Linked DNA regions of Mus musculus: region 2 is linked to region 1. A link is a contact called in public Hi-C data. All regions are on one chromosome and are shown on one strand. The core of a region is the stretch at or near the end of the contact, and the rest is flanking DNA. Distances in the headings are between cores, read along the strand shown. Region 1 holds the start of Cavin2 (caveolae associated 2). Region 2 has its middle 11 kb from the start of Gm17767.

What was found. A called contact is a pair of places that touch in the nucleus more often than the background predicts.
Region 2: a contact with region 1 is called in a Hi-C map of the N1E-115 cell line, with 2.6 times the contacts expected there. The contact joins the enhancer-like site here to the promoter of Cavin2 in region 1. A contact is called at or near these places in 11 of 39 promoter capture datasets (the 3T3-L1 cell line, 3T3-L1-derived adipocytes, cranial neural crest and 4 more), 2 of 484 Hi-C or Micro-C datasets (the N1E-115 cell line and uterus), 2 of 115 datasets of contacts at active chromatin or transcription factors (the NIH/3T3 cell line and T-cell acute lymphoblastic leukemia) and 1 of 9 other capture datasets (embryonic stem cells).

Annotation. Positions count from the first base shown.
Region 1 is chr1:51,285,474-51,292,279 of GRCm38.p6, forward strand. Cavin2 (caveolae associated 2) reads left to right here and starts at 3,653. Exons shown (of 2, transcript NM_138741.1): 1 at 3,653-4,395. The coding sequence starts at 3,913. All of the region lies in intron 2 of 9330175M20Rik (RIKEN cDNA 9330175M20 gene), which reads right to left.
Region 2 is chr1:51,604,799-51,611,604 of GRCm38.p6, forward strand. No RefSeq gene overlaps it. Among named protein-coding and RNA genes, the nearest start is that of Gm17767, 11 kb to the left of the region's middle. Within about 2 kb of position 2,998, at least 35 of the 459 cell types and tissues checked have an H3K27ac peak or open chromatin away from gene starts, as enhancers often do. A contact at or near this core is called in the N1E-115 cell line, where this site is marked.

The sequences.
Region 1 (6,806 bases), core at 2,403-4,902:
GACCTCCACCTTGTTTAATTGTGATGCTAGCACAATGAAGCAAAAAATTCTGCCATTTTTGAAATGGGCTAACATGTAGACCTTGGGATCAATGCCCTAGCTAGTAGTAAAGTAGGCATCTTCCTATAGAGACTCTCAAGCTTGCTTGACTTAGATGCCTCAGGTATTGGTAGGCAGCTGGTCAGGCAGAGAATTAGAAGTCCTAGTCACACCCTGGCATGCTCTCATAGGTTGGCTGCAACAGAAAACAATCACCTTTCTCTATGCACCGTACCTGGATTTACACGATTAAACTATAAAGAATTTAGAATCGCCTGGGAGATACATCTCAGGAGTACAGGGAGAGGGATACAGGAGGTTTGCTGAGGAGGAAAGATATACCATGAATGTGGTAGTTACCTTTCCTACCTCAGGTCCTGGTCTCAATAAAAAGGAGAAAACAAAGGTCACCCCCTCTTCCTCTCTCATGGATCCCTCACTCCGGTTGCAATGTGACTAGCTAGTTCCTACTCTAACTCCCACGGCTAGAGTCGTACATACCCCATGGCTTCTTCTCCAGGATGGACTGTGAGGTCAGATAGACCTTTCTTTTCCTTAAGTTATGCAGTATGTCGACATTGTATTTCTCTAGCTGCCTAGTTTTCCCACTAAGGAAGTGCTTAAGAGTAGAAAATAGGTGCCGATCGCTCATCTTTGTGCAGTCCAGGGCTTAGCATTTATTTCACATTCAATGCGTGTTGTCAACCATAAACTCCCCATCCTACATTTACCGGCTGCAATAATTGTTATTAATCATGTCACTCACATGTTCAGAAACATTCAAGATCTCCCTTCATTTCTCATTGCATTGTAAGTCTATACACTCCCTAATTTGTAATGAATTGCACAAAATGTAAGGTTTAAGTTGTTTAAATTCTTCTAAAACTGATTGCTCTACACCAATTTCTCTCAGACAGACATGGGACTCGGTTTGGGGCAACACAAAAGAAAAGTTTGGATGCTCTGAGTTACCTCAAATTCTACCTTATGGTTGGTACTATATTCTGTAATTAATTTTTTAGGACAAAAAGAGTTTCTTTTAGTTAGCTTCTCATAATCCCCACAATGACCACAGTCTTCAGTTTTATGTGCAACAGCCCTTTTGGAGAGTGCATTTACACCATGGTAGATCTTGTCCAAAGATGGTGACAATAATCTCTCCTGTGACACTCATACTTGCCAGAGGATGGGAAAGTGGTAGAGTCGGTTTCTCATCTCTGAATCTGAGCTGGGTTTATAGCCACAGAACACTGTGGATATGCCAAGTTGGGAGTTTCAGATCCTGCCCTTAAAACTGTCCATAGCTTTCACTTTTAATCCCTCACTTTAAAGCACCACATAAAGAAATCTAGTTTCCCTACTGGAGACATCAGACAGTTTCTAGACGCTAAATAGCTGAAAAGAGAGTTCTGGTCTGCTCAGCTGTTGCACCAGGTACAAATAAGGCCATGTCATCTTGGATTCCTCACCTTGAACTGTAGCTGAAAGAGCAGGCAGGGCAAAGATGACTATTCCAGTTGAGTGTTGCCAAGACAACCAAAGAATCATGAGTGAGTGATGTGGTTGTTACTATAAACCACTGAGTCTTAGGCTGACTTGTTACAAACCCATAGACCATTGGTTGAAATACCATTTGTGTTACTCAAGATTAACTTAAAACACAAATAAGTTCAGAGACAGGCATGATGGCTCACACCTATAATGCTGTCTAAGAAGCCTAAGTCAAGAGCACTGCTTTGAGTTTTACAGCAACCTGGGCTACAGAGAGAAACCAGACTCAACCAAACAAATAATTCACATAAGAACCTTCTTATTTAAGAAGGAACCTCTGTGCTTTGGTATCTCACCACCATCCTTCTAACTGATCTATCTGATTGTACAGTATCCAACAAAGCAATGCAAGATTCATGTGAATCAATACAAAATCAGAGTCAAGTGATTATGATATGAAATTGCAAATTTTCCAATGTGGAATCATAAAAATTGATGAAGGTAATGTCAGAGGAGCCCTTGAGCCATGGGCAGCTCCTATAACAGATGAGAATCTGCAGCTGTAATAGTTAACATTTGGGAGGAGAAATCTCTGTGAGTGACAGCAGGATAAGAGCTTCATCGGCAATGACTGGGATGTCGCCATGGAGGAGAGGCCCTTGAAAAGCTGATAAAGTCCTCCGATATTTTTGAAATAATGACACTCTCTGATTTGCCCACAAACGTCAAATGTAAAAAAGATGTGCTATCATTATATCGTATAATTTTGTTAGAAAATTAAGCTTCTGAAAATCAACACCAGATTCATGGTTTTTGCTTTTAATATTTAACACATCAGTGTCCAACTAAAATACACAAAATATAAGTTGTTTGTTTGAGAAACTTTTTAAAAAAATTCTTAAAAGGTACAAGCAATCAAATCTTCTTTTGGCATTTTGTAATCTTGGTTCCTAAAGGTCTCACTTTAAGTGTTATCTACCAATTATCTGAGGAAACTGGGAGCCTCTATAATGTCTTTAATGCATCTTCCTAATGAGCAGGTACTCAGTGAGGGACCTGGCACATGCTCTGTGAATGTTACATATGACTAAGTGTAAGGCAACCAATGAATATACCACCATAAGATCTACTGTTTCTTCGGCATACACAGAGGTATTGCCGTTAAGGCAATGTCCCACGATCAGTTCCTGACCCAGTACTAGCTGACATTTGTTCTTGAAATCCTTCATGGCATGCCTGTCACAAACCTTCAGCCAAAAGCACTTTCACAATCTGGATACATTTAAGACCAATTCAAGCATGTAAAGTCATTTTAGGAAGTGAGTCCCACATCCCAAGGGCCCGGCTAAGGAGGGCCACATGTGAGAACAGGTGTGCCACTTCACTGAGCAAGAACCTGGAAATGTCAAGCGTTAGAACCACTCCAACTCAACCTGGCTTGCAGTCACACTTCTGGACCTGTGTCAATAAATGCCTCGCAAAGATGGGGACTGAGAAATGCTCTGCATGAATTCAGAATTACTGGAAACAAACCAGCACTTTTTTTTCTCCAAAGGGACTACTTGAGGAGAGGGTCTCTGCCTTCCATCTTCTAAGAAAGCATTCATTTAAGAGATTTCCATCTCTTACAGAACAGTTCACAGTATGCAACACCACTTGCTTTGACATCCCTGAGTCTAAGCTCTTTCAAGTTGGATTGCATGCCATCTTGCAAGAGGACAGGACACCAAGCTGAGTTCCTTGTCAGTTTCAGAATAATCTCCTGTGCTTTGCAAATGAGAAACTAATAGCACGAACCTGGCCCTGGCGTCACAGACCCTTTCAACTCGGCGCCTCCCCTAAAGGGCACTCGGTGTTCTGCAACCTATCAGTCAGCTCTGGGGCAAGAGCAAACAATTCCTTTCTGTTACAATAACTTGTATCCAGGAAAAAAAACAGGCGCTCTGTAACATAGCAGCCAGAGAAAAGTTTACTAGATTTAGCCAATCAGAGGCTGGGGAGCTCTGCCAAGTTAACATGTTTCTCTCCGCCTCTAAATGAACTCATGATTGAAATATGGCATTGAACTTTTTTTTTTTTTAAGGGAAGGGGTGTAGGAAAGAAAAGCCACTGCAGAAAAGAACTCGGGCTTGTGCGGAGTGTGGCTAGGAAGTGTGTGCTTGTCACTGAACCCTGAGTGGGTCCTGTAACCTTTGCCTTCCACTGGGTGGAGCAGGTCCTTTAAGAGCAACTGGAATGCAGTTCCCCTGATCAGCTTAGCCAGTTATTCAAAACCTCTGCTAGCCCTAGAGAGCAGTGCTCACTTCAGACCAACCAGCCTCCTGTGCTTCTAGCTTGAGCAAGAAGTTTCCAGCGGGGAAGTAAGTTTCTAGCTGCCCAGCCATGGGAGAGGACGCTGCACAGGCAGAAAAGTTCCAGCATCCAAACACAGACATGCTCCAGGAGAAGCCATCCAGCCCCAGCCCAATGCCTTCCTCCACACCGAGCCCCAGCCTGAACCTGGGGTCCACAGAGGAGGCCATCCGAGACAACTCGCAGGTGAATGCTGTCACCGTGCACACACTCCTGGATAAATTGGTCAACATGCTGGACGCCGTGAGGGAGAACCAGCACAACATGGAACAGCGTCAGATCAACCTGGAGGGCTCGGTGAAGGGCATCCAGAACGACCTCACCAAGCTCTCCAAGTACCAGGCCTCCACCAGCAACACAGTGAGCAAGCTGCTAGAGAAGTCTCGCAAGGTCAGCGCTCACACGCGGGCTGTCCGGGAGCGCCTCGAGAGGCAGTGTGTCCAGGTGAAGAGACTGGAGAACAACCACGCCCAACTCCTCCGACGCAACCACTTCAAAGTGCTCATCTTCCAGGTCAGTGTCCCCAGCATACCCCTCCACCTACTTGAGCTCAGTCCTCCGAGCTTTCAAGGCCATCTTCCCATCTGCCCTGCCAGTCAAGCTTCTCTCTCACACACAAAGCTTTGTCTTCTAGCTGCCTGCTGCAGGCAACTGTGAAATGTGGCCATAAGGATTGGAATCTCCCCCATCCTTCAGGCAATGCCTGTGTGCCTGGCAAGCTGGGGACATTTGTCAGTGAACACCTAGATGCACTTGGTTAAGGGTGAGAAACTGAGCAGGTGCGGGCACCCACTCTAGTCAAATTCATTTGTCTCTTTTCATTAGGAACTTGCGGCTGCGATTGCAGCTGTTAGCTGGACAGGGCAAATTAATCCAGTGGCTGTTTATTAACTCTTAGTGGAAGTGAGGTAACTGTGTGAAGGATTTGTTTTCTTTTGCTCTGACCAAGACACACACAACCTTTAAACCATCCTTTTTCCAAGGGCCCCTGGTGTTTGGGAAATTACCAGAATGGAAAGTTGAACTAGTCTTGTTCTTGAAGTCATCTTTTGTCAAAGCAATCTCTAGTTTGTCTCTAGAAAATGATGCCAATAAATGTGGGAAGCAAAGTATAGCTCCTTACAGACATGTTAATTATGTCCCCTCATTGCTCAAGCTGCAACTACAAAGTGAAATAAAAGAAACGTTATCAGTGGCTGCCACAAAGACCAACTTTGAATATCTTCCCCTTCAAATAGTTGCCTTACCGTGAAAAGGACACTTAATTTTTTTTAATGCATCAATGATGCAATTTATGTAGCAAAGGCTATCTGGGGACAGGAAGATTGCGTGGAACTGTTATTCAGCCAAGTGGTGGGCATCTGTAAATCTAAGGGCTGCCCTGCCTAATGCTGGAAGCCCTTCCGTAGATGGCATTGAGCCAACCCAGGCCCCAGGAAGCCCTGCCATTCTGCCTCAGGGCTGTCTCCTTATGATCCTGTGAATAGGAGAGACTTTCAAAGCCATGGAGGGAAGAGGTTATAACCAACAGATTGTGAAAGCATACAGGGAGAGCCTTCATCTCCCAAGAGACATTTAGAAACTGGAATTTAAACCGTAGGAGCCTTCTTTTTCCTAATGAATCTACTCTGCCAAGTTAGGGCTCTGGCCTGCCTATCGCCATAAAAGGAAAGATTAATCTTGCTGCCTTTGTGTCCTCCCCAAATTGTACTTGAGAGCTAGGAGGTCCAAACAAGTGATGCTCCTGTATCTCACAGGCTTTCTGCAGTTGGGAAACTTTTAGGCTTTTTTTTTTTTTTTTGAAGTTATGAAACAAATGGACTTAATTGATATCTACAGAACATTTTATCCTAAAACAAAAGGATATACCTTCTTCTCAGCCCCACATGGTACCTCCTCCAAAATTGACCATATAATTGGTCACAAAACAGGCCTCCACAGATACAAAAATAATGAAATTATCCCATGCATCCTATCTGACCACCACAGACTAAGGCTGATCTTCAATAACAACATAAACAATAGAAAGCCAACATTCATGTGGAAACTGAATTTGGTATTATCATGGAATACTTTGGTTTCTCCATCTATGTTAATTGAGTTTGGTTGGGTATAGTAGCCTGGGCTGGCATTTGTGTTCTCTTGGGGTTTGCATAACATCTGTCCAGGATCTTCTGGCTTTTATACATGAGAAGTCTGGTGTAATTCTAATAGTCCTGCCTTTATATGTTACTTGACCAACTTTTAGGCTTTTAATGCAGATGCAATCGCTTTTCAGGAAGCAGCTGAACTGGAAAAAGCTGTGGTCAGCCACATCAGGATCTGAGATCCTGCCTTTATTAGACTAAGAGATCCTACAAGCCTTAGCTCTGGAGACATTTCCAAATTAAATAGTGATTTCAAAACAAAACAGAACATTTACAGGCCTGTCAAAGGAAACTTCCCTCCCTTCAGTATGAATCAGGGGAACTATATCTCATCTTATTCATTAAGGAGAAAAGGAAAATGTTTGCCTAGTAAAGGAAAATAAGGATTTTAAGGTTTAGTTTCTGTTTTGATACGAATGTTCTACAGGTGCGAGAAGAGGGAATGGGGAGATAAACGACTATATATTCAAGAGAATTGTGAATCTGACTATTGGGAAACTTAAAGGCATGTGTTGTTGATGGGGGCCTGACGAAGTCATCTGTTTTGTTGAATTGAATTGACAGGTGTGACATCCCACCAGAGATGGTAAGAATTTCCCCCATAGTGATGAAACAGGGGTGCTCAACCCCAAAAGGGGAACTATGGGAAGCCCAAGCAGAGAGTTCAAGCTGTTCTAGGCCCGTTCAAAAGCACCTCCGACAGGTGCAAAGGGCAGTTTGGAAAGCAGAGAACTTCAAGCACATGGCTAGACCTTTCCCTACCCAGAGGAGGTCCTC
Region 2 (6,806 bases), core at 1,748-4,247, 320 kb after region 1:
AAAGAAGGAGGAGGAGGAGGAGGAGGAGGAGGAGGAGAAGGAGAAGGAGAAGGAGAAGGAGGAGAAGGAGAAGGAGAAGGAGAAGGAGAAGGAGAAGGAGAAGAAGAAAGAAGAAGAAGAAGAAGAAGAAGAAGAAGAAGAAGAAGAAGAAGAAGAAGAAGAAGAAGAAGAAGAACAAGAAAGAAGAAGAAGAAGAAGAAACCACAGCAACTACAGTCCAGGTGCCTTACTTTGTATCTTTATCTATATTTCTTCAGACTCATTTCATAGAAGTGGAATTGTTGTATTTATGAGCACTGACAAGCATAGTGGATGCCAGAGGCAGACTATCTGGATTAAATGCTAGAGTTATAGCTGTTTGTTTGCTTGTTTGAGACAGGGTTTCTTTGTGTAGCCTTGGCTATCCTGGAACTGGCTCTGGAGACCAGGTTCGCCTTAAACTCAGCAAGATCCACCTGCTTCTGCCTCCTGGGTGCTGGGATGGAAGATGTGTGCTACCACCGCCAGAGCGACTCCCAGCTTTTTAGTGATGTGACTAAATAAACTAGGTTTTGCTGTGGTTCCTCTGTCTTGTTTTAATTTTTATATGTGTGATATATACCTGTATATGTTTTGTGTGTATGTTTGTGTGAGGATGCATACACACATACATGCCTGTATGTGTGGAAGCCAGAAGTCAATGGTGAATGCCTTCCGCTATCACCCCACCTTATGTCTGAGGCAGTGACTCGAGTGGTACTGATTCACCAAGACTAGCTGGTCACAGCACTTCAGAGGTTGTTTGATTTCTTCCTCCCTGCCTTAGATTGCAGGCCATGCCATATACCCAACGTTTCCATGAATTTTCGTGTCCTAACTTGGGTCATCATGTTTGTACAGCAGGCACTTTACCAACCAAGCCATCTCCCTCCCAGCCCCAAATTATTTAGTCTTTCTTTGGCTTGGTATCTCTATCCACAAAATGAAGATAGTGATAATATATAATTTATAATTTATAAAACTGCTGAGAAATTAAGCAATATAGAAAATGTTCTGGAAACAGCTTCAGGGGTAAAGTGCTGAGCACACATTTTATTGATACTATGAACATCTTTAAGACTCTCAGTGCATATATAGCAAGGCGTATAAAACACAGTTTCAACCCTGAAGCATAGAAACAAAAACCTCCAAAGCCACGTAGCCCATGCCTCCAATCCCAGGACTCAGAAGGAGGCAGAAAGATCAGGACTCCAGTCCAGCCTTGACTACAAAGCAAATTTGAGCCAGGCAAGGTTATGGGAGACCCTATCTCAAAAAAGAAAAAGAGAAGCAAACCCTAGAGCCCAGACTCACCATATACTAACACTCATGAGAAACAACAGTTCTTGTTGCAGGAATCTAATCTGAGGAAATAAACCAACACCCACAAAAAAATAATGTTCATGTTTATTAATTGCAATAAATTGCCTACACTGAAGTTTGGCACCTGAACACACATTTCAAAGGATAAAAGTTAAAACTAGTCCCCCACCTTGAACCAAGCAGGCAGACTCTAGCAGGCCTAGAGATTGGATAGATATGTCTTTAGCTAGTCTATGCTCTAAGAGTCCATCCTTGGGAAGTAAAAACACAGGAACCTTCATTGTGACCTTAGCAACCTCCTCATTGGTTGTGCACCATACTCTAAGGGGCCAGAAAATGCAATCATCAGGCAGAAAGAGAAGAATTCGAGAAGGAAGCAAAACCTCTTTGAATCATGGTGGCCCAACTACTGCAGGCTTTAGGAAGGAAGCTGAGGAAAGCATTCCTTGTAAATGGCTGACAGGCCATCCATACCTTGAACTGTGTAGGCTTCCCAAAGAGGAGGTAGAAAGTCAGAGAGCTGCTAAGTCCTCGGTCAGTAACGGAGGAGCTTCCACCAGATACATTGCGAATGGGAGACTCAGCTCAAGAACTTGTCACATGCTGTAATCAAAGCTCTTGGGAGATGAAGGTAGGAGGATCATGAGACTCAAAGCCAGTGGCAAAGACAGAGACAGAGACAGAGACAGAGACAGAGACAGAGACAGAGACAGAGACAGAGTGAGTGGGAGAGGGAGAGGAAAATACTATCATGCTTATTCAGTATAAAATTCCCTCATTATGAGTTATTGCCTTCCAAGGCTCTGGAGACATGACTCAGCAGTTAAGACCCTTTGTTGTGCTTTCAGAAAAGTTTGGTTCCCAACACCCATGTATGGCAGGCAGCTCACAGACACTTTTAACTGTTGTTCCAAGAAATCTAACACCTTTTTCTAGCTTCCACAGACACCTGCACGAACACACACACACACCCTACAGATATAAATAAAAATAATCTTTAAAAACAAGATCATCTTTTAGAAAGCATGTATCAATTGTTTCTGCAATGAACAGTATGCCTAATTCATTTTGTCTGTCATTAAGAAACATCATCTCTGTAATTTGGTTGCCCAAACAGACTTACTTTAGTCGTGTTAAGAGAATGGAGTGGCTGACACCAATACTTTGCTTGGCAAGTATACTTGAACAGTGAATAAATAATTTGGCATTTTTCCTTTACCTGCCAACGAAATTCAGAGATTCATGAACTTGAGTTAGCCTCACCAGAACGGAATCACTTCCCATGGAGATGATACCATGTGGCACTATGACCAGCCAAGGCTGGACCCAGGTCTCCAGAGACCCTCAGTGCTGGGGGTGGCCTCCGAGGCCCTCTGGGAGGCCAGCTGGCTGCCAGCCCTGACTCTCTTTAGCACCGTTTAAACTGAAACAAGCGGAACAGCAGGCTTTGAGGAGGGAGGATGGGAAATGGCCTCAAGGGACTGAGAATCTGGCTGTTCACAGAATAAGAAACCCAGCATCTAATTGCAAGGCAGCTAATCGTACAGCATCTAATTGAGAGGGAGCATTTGAACAAGGAGCGGAAATAACCTTGACTCCATTCAGCTGAGAATGAGGCCCCAGCAGCCTGGCCGTGAACAGCTCCTTACTAACAGAAGCATCAGGGCTCCGTGCAGCACACAGGTGCTGGTGACGGGGCATGTGCACATTACCAAGACAGGCAAACACAACACCAGGAAAACACTTAATCTTCTTGCTTAGCCCCAGAAGGATTAATAACCAGAGGGAGAGGGGAGCTGCATTCTTCTTCATTTGGAAATGAGCTACCACTAATGCCAAGCTCTCCAAGTTTATAGACCAAATACCTGCTCGCACTAAAACTGCCACATATTATAAACCTCACCGAGGAAGTGAATCCATCACGTTCTCTCTCCCTTAAGAATGGTTTTTCCCTGGAGTACATAACCCATTACTGCATATCTTGTAGAAATCAAATGCAGACTCTATCTGCTACCACAGAACAAATCGCTTTTGTAGAAAAATGCACAAATCTTAACACTTGGTTTTTGCTTTAGCTTTGAGGCTTTTTTATGGTTATTGTTTTGTTCTTTTCCCTTGTTTTCAGGCAGCAATCCTTGAGACATCCCTGGGCTTAAGAAAGGCTGGTTTCCTTGCCTTGGTCACCAGACACAGAGTCAAGGGTGGTACTAAAGCCAGCTCTGGACCTCACAGAGAGGCAGGTACTGTGATAACAACTCCCTTTCATTTATCCTAAGCCACTTGTTGACTCAGTTTCCCTCTATTTCACACAGATTTTTTTTTTCACTTGATCCCTTCTGACAGAGGAAAAGTTTCTACAGTGTTGCTGGTACTGCCTGTTACCAGACTCATTGTTCTGTGGAATCTGGAATTGTCCCTCCTCACTGTGCCCCCAGGTCCAACACTGATTTGTTTCCTGATGAGCCATCTAATTGCATATCTGAGGAAGAACTACACGGTTAACAGAATGAGCCAAGTATATTTAAATAAGAATTTTAAAGGGATCTAATGGCTAATTAGAATGCTAGCATTTAAGAAAAGTAATATTTGCATAATGCCAGCTATGTATCATAATAGGCAAGCTCTTGAACTATTATTCATTCTCACGCCCGAAGTCAAAGCAGGCATGCCACAGTCACTACATTTCAGGCTGCCTTGGCCAAGGCAGGCAGCTGTTAAAAATCAGGTGATTCCTGAACAAAATTTAGAAACATCAAGAATGATAAGTTTTCAAGCTCTCAATACTCAGCCTCTTTCTCATATTTTTGCCTTATCAATGCCTAACCAGATAGGTACCAGATTACTTTTTTTAAAAGGTAAGTTTTTTGGAGAAAACAGGAGGGGGCAAAAGATGTATTTTCTCAAGGAAACATTTTACATACTTTTTTTGAACCGTTTTAGAATGCTGGAACTCATTGTGGATGCTTCAGTTGAATAGAAAGAGTGAGTGCAGACAGTGGCATGCTACACTTAATCTCTGAGGACGCACAACTGTTCTGCTGATGCAGCGGTGCTGGGGGTAATGCTTGGAATGACCAAACGCACAGCATTTTAAGAATGGCTTAACTTGGGGGTGATCCTACTATGTCTTCCTAGAGCCTGACCACGAGCAACCTTAGCTATTGCTTTCTTGTAAAGACAGAGTCTAGAGAAGGTTTGCATTCGTTTCCTGATTGGTTGAATTGTAGAGAAACAGGAATTTTTGCTGAACGAAATCATGCCCCTTTGCTTGCCAAAGCCTTTGTTGGCATAAGGCGATCTTGAGAAGTAGCTTTTCCTCCACTAACTTCTGTCCAATCACTACAGGGAGAGGATGGTAAGCAGAGCTGACTACTAGAATTTTGGACAACTTTGTTGGGTGCATGGTGGAGTGCCAGAGGTCCACTGATTGCAGCTAGAATCTCACTGGAGTTAAGCCATCCTCGATAATGTTCATTGTTCTAGGCTGACACATCGCTGAGTTCATTTCAGCTCAGGAAAGAAAATTTGGTGTATATAAAAGATCTTTTTGAGCAATTGTTTTCAAGGGAATTACCCCAAGCCTATCTACTGTACAGTTTATGAGTTGTTTGCCATTTTAATGAAATAAAAACACATGGTTGATGAATTTAAGATAATCCCCAAAGTAATTGTTCAAACACAAAGTAATAACATGTCTTAAGCCTAGGTTCTTAGGAGAAGTTTGGAGGTCATATGCTAGAAACTTTAATGTATCCACTGAAATCGAAATGAAGTGACAAAGAACTGAAGTCTGGAACAATTCTGAGTGCAATCACACCAACATTCAAAAACATCCTTGAACTTTACTGCAGAATATACTTAAAATACACTTAGTATTAATCCTTTACATTTTTTGTTTACTTTTAATTGTATGTGAAGTGCATGATGTGTGTGTGTGTGTGTGTGTGTATATGTATATATATATATGTGTGTATATATATATATATATATATATATATATATATATACACAGGTGCCCACCAAGGCCAGTCATAGCAGATACCCTGGAGAAGGAAAGAACCTCTTGACCTGAGTAGTGGGGACTGAACTCAGGTCTTCTGTAAGAGCTCTACACATTGTTAGCCACTAAGTCATCTCTGTAGGCTCAAAGTCCCATTCTTCGGTGCTAGATTTCATCTGTACTTAAACTTTTTTCCCTCCTTCATCTGTCCTTTAACACCTGGAAATAGAGTAGCAAATCCTTTGAGCGACATTGTCTTGGGTTTTCCTCAAATACCAGTCTTTGTTTAATTTTCACACATTGACAAGCAAAGAAGAAAGCCTTGTTGCTGTTGGGACCTGAGGGGTTCATGATGGAAGATCACACACACACACACACCTCACGAAACGAAGCCCCTGGTTTTACAGCCTACACACTGAGGCCTGATGTGAAGAATGAGTACCTGCGAGGGATACCCCTTCACTCTCAACCACCTACCACTCAAGCCAGCATCAATCTACTCAAGTTTCAGACGTCCCTCAGCAACCTCCTCCTCACGGCCCATTGTGTGAATTTTCCTAAGAAGCTCCGAATAAATGTGTATTCACTCCCGATAGGGCACTAACAGCAGACCACAACAACAACTCTTTCCAAGTCTCGGTGAACCAGTGAGCTTGCTGGTGTTACTTTTGGGTAAGGGATTTCTTATAGGAACATGGATGACCCAAAAGAAGTTGCATTATCAAAAAACTCACCCCAGCATGGGTAATGACTCACAAAAGCTCCATTCCTGGAGCTCCCTGTATGAATCAAAGGCACTCTCCTCCCCATAACAAGTATGCATTGCTTTTATGGCTTCGGGGGTATGAACGCTTGGGAATCTTGTAATTTTCAGGAATGTCCTGAGCCTTGTTTCGTTTACTTCCCAGGCCTTGTATGTTTTCCCAGCTTTCTGGGTTTGGCGAGCCTTCTTGCTTCATCAAGGACAGAATGTTTTAATGTGAAGGAAACTGCTGCACAGCCAGTGCCTTAATTTGAAGATATAATGCTGGTGTGAGTACATTCTTTCAATTAACTACTACACTGGTCCATTTAAAGCATTAGTGTCTATGTAAAGTCAAATTTCCTTTTCTGGAGTGTTCCTTAACTATTAAGGCTTTTTTTTTATTTATCCTTTTAATGTTTCATAAAAATACCTCTCTCTCTCTCTCTCTCTCTCATGTACCTCTGTCTTTCCTTATTACACACCTGAGTAGATCCAAATGTTACCCAGCTTCTTTTCGTAGTCACTTAGACCATGTCAAAAGCACTCATTTTCATTTTAAATCCATTTTCTCTATCCCATAACAAGGTTTTTGAAAAGGACCTATACTCCCTGAGATTTTTCTCCATAAACCCTAAATGACTACATCTTTCTTTTGACATGAACATGCCTAGAGGGTTCAATATGTACAGGTCCTTCATAACAGATAGTGGAGTCTGCAGC